2 separate regions of the Danio rerio genome follow, and region 1 is linked to region 2. The links are chromatin contacts, called in public Hi-C maps. All regions are on one chromosome and are shown on one strand. The core of a region is the stretch at or near the end of the contact, and the rest is flanking DNA. Distances in the headings are between cores, read along the strand shown. Region 1 holds the start of mtfr2 (mitochondrial fission regulator 2). Region 2 holds the start of sgk1 (serum/glucocorticoid regulated kinase 1).

Evidence for each region. Hi-C and Micro-C count contacts between places; a contact is called where the count stands out from the background.
Region 1: a Hi-C map of embryo shows a contact between it and region 2, with 2.0 times the contacts expected there. The contact joins the promoter of mtfr2 here to the promoter of sgk1 in region 2. A contact is called at or near these places in 4 of 18 Hi-C or Micro-C datasets (caudal fin, embryo, hematopoietic stem cells and 1 more).

What each region holds. Positions count from the first base shown.
Region 1 is chr23:34,854,384-34,859,232 of GRCz12tu, reverse strand. mtfr2 (mitochondrial fission regulator 2) reads left to right here and starts at 3,234. Exons shown (of 8, transcript NM_001077285.1): 1 at 3,234-3,255; 2 at 3,579-3,775; 3 at 3,860-3,964. The coding sequence starts at 3,704. It overlaps armc1l (armadillo repeat containing 1, like), which reads right to left and starts at 3,112. Exons shown (of 7, transcript NM_199539.2): 1 at 3,037-3,112; 2 at 2,136-2,301; 3 at 1,741-1,832; 4 at 1,341-1,533; 5 at 1,132-1,248; 6 at 956-1,030. The coding sequence starts at 2,288.
Region 2 is chr23:34,586,454-34,591,194 of GRCz12tu, reverse strand. It overlaps sgk1 (serum/glucocorticoid regulated kinase 1), which reads left to right and starts at 2,772. Exons shown (of 10, transcript NM_199212.1): 1 at 2,772-2,905; 2 at 3,034-3,109; 3 at 3,614-3,689; 4 at 3,813-4,001; 5 at 4,089-4,220; 6 at 4,606-4,741. The coding sequence starts at 2,824.

The DNA of each region.
Region 1 (4,849 bases), core at 1,985-4,484, 270 kb before region 2:
TGAAGATGACGCTCATATTATGCAGCACGACGCCTCAACATTTCTGCTGTCTGTTTAGTTGCTAATATTAAAACGAAGATAGACAGTTCCTTAAATCATGTTTACATTTTATTGTTGAGAAAGTGAAACAACGTAGCCAGGGTGAATAAAGTTATAAAGTACACTGTTCCCTTTGAAGATTTACCTGTGTCCTCGATATAGTCTGTTTTCCATATCAAACTGAGAAGAAGAGACTGCAGCCTTGATTAAACTTGCGAAGTCTGAATTTACAAGGAGAGGATGCAGGGCTGAACTGTGTGTGTTAGGCTACTTAATATTGAGGAAAAGCCCCAATCAGAGAGGCGAATGTCTGCAGCCCCGGATCCGTTTTCAGATGTCTCCGTTTTCCATCATCCACACTGAAACGGAGCAGCAGCGTTTTAGAATGAAAACGGCCTCTCCAGCGTTTTCAAAACGCTCCGTTTTTGGCGCTCGAGAACTCTGGCGTAGTGTGGACGGTTGGCATAACCGTAGCAAAACTTATGCGTTTTCAAACTAAAACGCATTAGTGTAAACGGGCCCTAAATTATTATTTTTTTTTAATTATGTCTTTATTGTTATCTTAAAAATCATCATTGGTCTGATTGGGCCTTTATTCTGAGCAAATGACAATTTTTGTAAAAGAAAAAAAAATGACAAAAAAATTGTTATTTAAAAAAAAAAATGTTATACATTTTTTAATAAAAACAAAAAAATTATTTTATTTAAACCTATGCCTAGAAAATGCAGAGAATCTGTTAATTTTCAGTAGATCTTTTATCCCCCCCATATCTGTTTGTGTATACGTGTGTGTGCACATATATTACAAATATCAATCAAAACTGATAACCATTAAAATGGCAAAATATAAAAATCTGACTTGACCAGACCAGACCAACATATTATTGAGCCCTGGATCAGCAAAAGAAGCACCCACCTCTTCTCCATTTTCATCTTTTACAACCTGCTTAGCCGAAAGCACTTTTGTGGAAGCAATGGCAGTGGCCAGACTCTAGAAAAAAATAAACACATTTGCTTTTACAATTTTCATGCATATCGCAATACCACATCTGTGCTTATTTAACTCCTCCCTTTAAAAAAAAAAAGTAATACCTCAGTAGGCAGATCAGCACGAATGCGTACAGTGCATCTCTTCAGAGCCATCTGAAACGTGAAGCTGATTACACCTTTAACCCTTAGAAGAGCCTCTTCACACACACCTCTCTGATCCTGTCAAAACAATACATCATCTTAGTCTACGATCTGCACTAACATAAGAAACAATCAAAAGTGCACGTGACAGCTTCACATTTTGTACATACCGCCCCATCCAAGCCTTGTATGTGGAGGGTAACTGATTTGGCTTTCTTGTTAGTGCTGTTAATGAAGAACTGAGGTTTGTTCTTCTTCTTCTTCTGTTGCTCTGGAGTCTGACAACCCGGCCTCTGTGATTGAGCGTTTAACAAATCATGAACCTCTTTTGCTAGGTCTGTAATATCAGTTGTCAAATCGGTCCTTGAGGGAATAGAAAAAGGAAGATAATGAATTTTGTGCATTGATGCAGTGTGCATAATTAGACTAAAGCTCAAAGTGTATATCAAAATTTAAAGTTCATTTGATAAATTCCAGAACATCATAGAAGAAGCTCGATTTCATTATACATTTACAGGTATAAATGGAAAAACTACTAATGATAAAAGTGTTTAGTTTAAAATAAAACACCTCTTTATCAATGACTCCAGGCTGACCATCATGCCAAGCTCATTTCTCATTGTATTGATGTTACGGGGCGATTCAGCCAAGTACCGCAAGGCCTGAGGAGAAGACACTTTAAAACTCTAATTTATACAGATAAAAACATTTCGTCACCTTATATTTATAAAGTTCTATCTGACATTTTTGTCAAAATTTAGTTTTTCACATATTCTTATTAAATGACAACTTACTTACATTATGGGATTTGTTTTGTTTTGTTTTATTAAAAAACAAAACAAATGTTTTGCTATATGAAATGCAAAAACTTTAGAGCTCATTATCTCGAAATATATCAGAACGCAGATAGAACTTACAATTCCAAGGTGACGATTTGTTAATTGACAAATCAGGTCTGAGTGTACCTGAAGGGTGGCAAAAAGCACTTTAGGGTCTTTGTGGTCCAGGAACAGCACTAATCCTGGAAGGCAACCCTGGTCCTGAACAATAACCTCCCGGTTCTGTGGTTCTGATGCCAAGTCCCGTAGCTGTGTCACGACTGATAATGCGTCCATCATTTTTTGTGGAGATCTGAAACACCAGAGGATATAAAGACAATTTATTTGACGGCCATTTGATACTCAATTCAATTCAATTCAGCTTTATTTGTATAGCGCTTTTACAATGTAGATTGTGTCAAAGCAGCTTCACATAAATGGTCATAGTAACTGGAACAGTGTGGTTCAGGTTTTAGTGTTTAAGTTCAGTTCAGTTCAGTTTAGCTCTGTTCAGTGTGATTTAATCATTACTGATACCTAGAAGCTACATTCCTATTGGACAGATGTGATTTATGAATTGTGGTTTTGTTCTATACAAAACACAGCATTTGTTTTATTTATTATGCTATCTTAATATCGTATTTATGTTATGGGCGTATCATGCATGTTTTCTGTTTTATTTTGTGCACATTTCAACCGTTTCGATCACGTGACCGTTTACAATAATAGCCTTTTAAAATTTCGACAATAATAAGGCATTAACAACTACGTGAAAAAAATGAGACCTTAAAAGTACACCTTGTTCACACATGGTAACATGAGACTTCAGAAAAGCTAACGCGAATAGCACACATGCTCAAAACACTACCGCTAATAGCGTGTTAGCAAAACAGCTAAAGTGTTGAAATTGCTATTCAAACATTACTGTAAATTAAATAACATCTATATTTATTCACGTTAACATTGTTACATATCGTTTTCAAAACACTCCTTCGTGTATGTTAATACGACAATTAAATTTATCAGTTTACACTGTCACTGTACTCACCGCTACCGTTACTTTTAACAGCACACACAAACAAATACGAAACTTCCCACTCCTTCTGTTCAAACGAAATAATTGGCTAACGTCTTTGACATCGTTTCTAAATGTTTCAAGTTGATTGGCTACTGGAGCCAACCCCACCGCCCGGACCAATCACAAACGCCCTCACAGAAAGAGCTTTATTTGAGTTTACCTGCACGGGAAGCGTGAGACGGCGAGGAGGTAAAGTGAATAACATTAATTAAACAAATTGTCTTCGTAAATATAAACGGCATTTAATAAGACGACCGTAGGATTAAATGAAACGTAGACATATCCAAAAGTGAAATAACGTTATAGGATATGTTTGAGATACGTGTGTGTGTGTGTGTGTGTGTGTGTGTGTGTGTGTGTGTGTGTTTTCGTACGCACTCATTGGTAGGACAGTTGACGATGCTGGTAATTACCGCTGCATTTGATTACTATTATCTTGCATTTATGTCATTAGTTTTATCGTAGTATTTCAGAATTAATGTATAATCTTTATATTGCGGGTTTTGTTACAGAGTTGAGCGGAATGCAGCTGATTTGATCCCTCTGGTCACGTGGAGAAGTTTGGTGCAGTGTCTGTGTGTTGTTAGTTCATCCGTCAGCAGAAATCCAGCGTGCAAAATATACACACACACAGTCAATGTCTCTGCTGGAGGACATCGTTGACCTGCTGAAATGTGTTCTGGAATATTTTGGAGTGCCTCCAGACATGGTATAGAGACAATCAAGTACATAAAAAAAGTTATTTAATGAAAGTTATAATTTATTAACAGTGCATTTGTGTGTATTGTTGCAGTTGGTTCCAGTATGGGAAAGTACACACTGTGGACAGTACCGAAGCCTAGTCCGAATGATTGGAACAAATCTTCCTCTTTCTCCTTACCCTCGGTTGCGGTTTCAGGTATTTTATGCTGTAGAAATAAATTTGTACTGCTACTAAAAATAATATATAAGAATACTATCAATAAAAACTACAGTAGTTACTCATTGAGGTAAAGTTTGTTTTATATTAACACATTCAAACATTCTCCTTAATAATATAATTTCAGAAAAGTATTATTTACATAATCTAAATAGTGAAATAATATTAGCAGCAAATGACTATCAAAGTACAACATTGTTCACACGCAAATAAATAGAGCTAATGCTGTTTTCAAGTCATACTTGCATGTGATTTCAGGCTGAATATATTTAAAGTACCATGGTAAACCATATAGGAAGCAAGTTGTCACTGAACGAATGTGAGAATATAAAGCCAACTTTACCACTTACCAATTTTGGCACTATTTTGTTTCGTTTTATTGTTTGTATATGTTCAGTGTATTATAGGGCTGTGCGATTTGGGGTAAATATCTAATTGCTATTTTTTATTATTTTTTTGGACAGATTGGGATTGTGATTTGGTTTATGATTTAATTCAAGCTGATTTTAATTTAACTCAAGCTTCAGCTCAATAATCTGTATGTCATGGCAAAAATTTTGTGACAAGAGTCTATTGTTTCTTCTCGTGTAATGGCATAGTTGATGACAACTGATACCATGTCTGCGTTGTCTCACGACACCATCGCAGAAAGTCTAGCATGTTTAATAGCATTGCGGACTGGTTTTGAAGCACTTCACCTCAGATGGTATTCGTTATTTTTGTATATAATTCTGACTTTAACTGTACATATTTTATTTTGCAGCCTCTTGATATTAACTAACTGCAACGTTTCAAATTGCAATACGATTTTGATTTAGCGCACAGGCCTAGTGTAATATGTACTTTTGTTATGTTTATTTTGTT
Region 2 (4,741 bases), core at 1,523-4,022:
GTGGTGTATGAGTGTGACTGAGAGTGTATGGGTGTTTCTCAGTGATGGGTTGCAGCTGGAAGGGCATCCACTGCATATAACATATGCTGGATAAGTTGGCGGTTCATTCCACTGTGGTGAACCCAGATCAATAAAGGGACTAAGCAGAAAATAAAATAAATGAATGTCAACCCATTAAAACTTCCTAACTAAATAGAAAACGAGGCGAACAACTGCAAAAAAGGTCTACTTTTTAAGAAAAAATAAACACCAGGCTGGCTATGGGCCGGACTCTAGTCTTACTGAAAACCCTTCAGTTGTTCTCAGCTGAGTTGCACGAGCATATGATGCCCATTCAGGTAGGCAGCTGGCTTTGTTTCCACGGTCAGCTTCCAAGTTCATTTAGCCGTGGCTCCGCATTCAGAGTGCAGCATATTGTTGGGCTGGAGAAGCTCCGCCCCACAGATCTCCGGTGTCAGATCAGCCCGGTGGAATGCGGCGGACTCACAAATTTCTTCTTTCACCTTAAAACTTCCTCATCAAGCCAGTGCGCGGCACCTTACTCTCTTCCCTGACCCTATGAAAGACAAAACCTCACCGCTGACATGTAAGTTGAATCTCGCCGAATTAAGCTCTCGCGGAAATGTACGGAATTGTTTTTTGACAATTACGGTCCACTGTAGGTGTCCGCTTTTTATGTACCGGAGACATAGGCGCATCACCTTCCGGGCAGTGACCCGGTTTTAACACTGTACTTGTATCTGGGCTATATTGATACAGTCTGATGATAAGGGCACTTGGCTCAGCCTTTATCAAACATATGAAAAGTCACTCTCGGCTTTCAGAAGAGACTAGTCTAGGATTAACAGCACAATGAGAACTTCGGCGGAATTTAAAGGTTCGTACTTTTCTTGAGAAAAATAATACAATACACGTCTGATGTTGATTAATATGTCTGACCTGTTAGCAATTATAGTATAACGATGTATTAAACGTGGAATATAATAAGAACTGTTAAACATTACGGTAGTTTATGCAAAATATAGCATAAACTGCGCTACAAATACACATGAAATCAAATGTTGTTTGATTGACCTTGTTCATGTTCATTCAGACTCGCAAATGCATTGAAAGCAGCTGGTGTTTTTGAATGTTTTTATTAGCTTTAATGTTTTCTGCTCAGTTCCACTGTCTACTGTTTAAAAGAGATAGCCTACCTTCTTATATTATTATTGGTAATAAGTGGTTAAGTCGAAATTATTTGTGAGACTTCCCAACCATTTATGAGCTTAAATGTTTTTGCGGCTTATGTTCTCAGCTTTTATTCTAACTTATTAAGTTTCATGATTGGCACAGTTAATTAACCGTCTGCGGTTTTTTCATTGCATAACTTTGTGTAATAGGGCATTTCATAATCTTTCGTAAATTCCCTAACATGCTTTGTTTGGCAAGGAATGAATGCAGAAGTTTGATATCTCTTAGAGCAGAGTTAATGAAGTGAAGTCTGACTCAAATCCCCGAATCGGTTCTTTCGAACAGTTCGATTCGAGCACCCATTCAAAAGAGATTCAACGTATTTACGTGACATTGTGGTGTAGATTATTGCTGTAAACTCTCACATGTATGGCCAAAATTTAAGATTATTGCATTTTCATTTTGCTCATTATAATAAGCTAGCTTTGTCCTACTAATTACGTTTTGCCCAATCAGTTATATTGTATATTAATAGAGTTATATGACACTATAATGACTGTGATAATGATAGTGACTGAGGTGAGTTTCATGAATGGAACCCTTTCCTTACAGAAGTAAAAGTAAATGTGTTGCATAGCCTAAATGTCTGTTTTAAACCCACCAAAAAGCCTAAAGGCTACACTACAGTCAATGTTATTATTTTACATTTATTTGTAAAACTAGTGCGTTTTAAAATGCGTTCACTTCCTTGCTTTATCCATCAAAATAATTAGGATTTTACGTTTTAATCAATTGTGACCTTTGATTTTTTTAAATATAGACTGAGAGTGCAAATGAAAGTCTATGAGGGTGTGCATTTTGTGGCAGGGTACGTTTCTCGGTACAACACAGGTATTGAATCGTCCAACTGATTCATTGAAATAATCTGACACAAAAGAATGATTCTTTCTGCGTTATTCCAGTCAGTACTTTTCCAGAGAGTCCTCAAGTTTGGCTCAAGTTCCCTTTCTTTTGTCTCATTCATGCGTCATCTGTCACAACGCTTGAAATGGGACTTTGAGGGGAAAACGTGAGGTACAAAGCAAGAGAAATTTGCAAAGGAATCTATTGTTACTGACTTCTGCACTCGTAGGCTAGCTGTAGTGAACTGTTTATTCTGAAGTAGCTTTGGTTAACAACAAGACTGGGACGTCTGTATTATGACTATTCCAGGGAGCAAAGCAGGTTTGTTTATAAAAAAAAATGTACAGTACTATTTGGATCAGGTTTGCTCTGGTTTTGATCGTTCCTCTCAACAGAACATGCAGTCCTGCGCTTATTAGATCCGGCAAGATCTTGTTTTCAACTGTAAGTTAAGTAACATAACATCAGACTGTCGGGGCGTGACGAGCTGATGTTCCCTTCACTCACAGTTGGCCCCTCAAAGACGTCACGCTTGACTCTGCTGAGGAACATGCACAAAGCCACGCCTCCTCAAACAGAGAGTTGCGTCAAGAAACGCCCCCTGTGCGAGAACACCACACAAGCCACGCCCATTACGCGATCCATACGCTCCTCCTCCGGTGTTTTAAATAGTTGGGACTGTAGTGTAGGAGTTCAGTAGCGCTTTGTGTCGTTTTGGTCTCGGGCCCAGAGTGGAAAACTACAGCCATGACAATCCAAACGGAGACGAGCGTTTCAGCTCCAGACTTGACCTACTCTAAAACAAGAGGACTAGTAGCTAATCTGAGTGGTACGCTTTGTTTTTTTTCAGATGAATGGAATCTTTTGAGCCAACTTTTGTGAGAGAAGGGAAGAATATTAAGTGATTCTGCTTTTTAAATGGAGGTTTTCTTTCTCTGTTTTGTCTTTCATGTGCAGCTTTTATGAAGCAGAGAAAGATGGGACTGAATGACTTCATCCAGAAGCTTTCTGCAAACTCCTATGCATGCAAGCAGTAAGTTTGTTTAATGTAAATGCTGAAAGGAACTGTGCACATGTAGAACAAATCAGTAAAAATAACATATCTGTATCGATTTTTTTGTAATTTTATACTTGAAATACATTTGTAAACATGCACATTATTTGTAACTTATTGCATGTTTACAAATGTATTTCAGCTATAAAATTACAATAAATAGAATACATGTATATTATTATTATTACTGATATGTCATTTCATTCAAATTGTTTTATTAAAACATGCAGTTATAATTTATTATATTTAAACTATTCTCATTTATTTAAAAACAAGCAATTATACATCTTTTTGATTTAAACATCTATTTAAAACAATAATTGTTTTAAATAACTTTTTTAACTATTATTCAAACTGTGTATTTCTTGTTTATTTTAATTATTATATTTATTGATTTATTTATTTTAACTTCCAGTTGTCTTGTTTATAGATTTATCCTCGTTTGTTTTCTCACTGTGCATCTCTGATTTGTTGTTCTTGCAGTCCTGAGGTTCAGTCCATCCTAAACCTGACACCACCACAAGATGTGGAGCTAATGAACAGCAACCCTTCCCCTCCGGTAAATCTGCTTGTGTTTATGTTGTGTTTATAGCAGCAGAAAACATGTTTATATGCAGCCTGCATCTCACTCCAAAACAATGTCTGAATCCTATTAATCCAATGATATCTCTCTGCTCCTCAGCCAAGTCCCTCTCAGCAGATCAACCTCGGCCCTTCCTCAAACCCCACCGCCAAACCATCAGACTTCGACTTTCTGAAAGTCATCGGAAAGGGTAGCTTCGGCAAGGTTCTCCTGGCACGACACCGGAGCGATGAGAAGTTTTATGCTGTGAAGGTGCTTCAGAAGAAAGCCATCTTAAAGAAAAAAGAGGTATGAGATCACACACGCACACAGCTATTCACTTAAGCTTTTTGTCAATCAGTAAGTATGCATGACCTCTTAACCTCTGACCCTTAGGAGAAACACATTATGTCAGAGCGCAATGTGTTACTGAAGAATGTCAAGCATCCATTCCTTGTGGGCCTGCATTACTCTTTCCAGACCACTGATAAACTCTACTTCGTACTGGACTACATCAATGGAGGAGAGGTGTGTACTTTAATAAGCAAGACATTACAAACAATCAGGATTGAGGAGAGAGAGTGACAGAAAATAGAGACAGCGAGGTAGATGCAGACAGAAAAAAGGAAATCCTGTCATGAGAGGAGCGCCTGGGCTCTGAATAGGAAACTCTCATCAGGAAATGGCTGGGAGGGGAAAGTGTGTGAGGTGGGAGAGCCAGATTTAGCAGCTGCGGTGGTTTAGACTGGGTCTAACCCAACAGACGTCTCTGAGGGGCCGGGGGGGGTGACGTTCTCATTTCCTGCCATTGTTCGGGATCGTAGAGAGTCTAGAAAGCTTTGATTAAGTATGCCATTCAGGATGTGGAACTCACAGTCTAATCTGTCTCCTCTTTCTCCCTGTGCTTCCATAGCTGTTTTATCACTTGCAAAGAGAGCGATGCTTTCTGGAGCCGCGCGCTCGCTTCTATGCAGCAGAGATTGCCAGTGCTTTGGGTTACCTGCATTCACTGAACATCGTCTATCGAGACCTGAAGCCCGAGAACATTC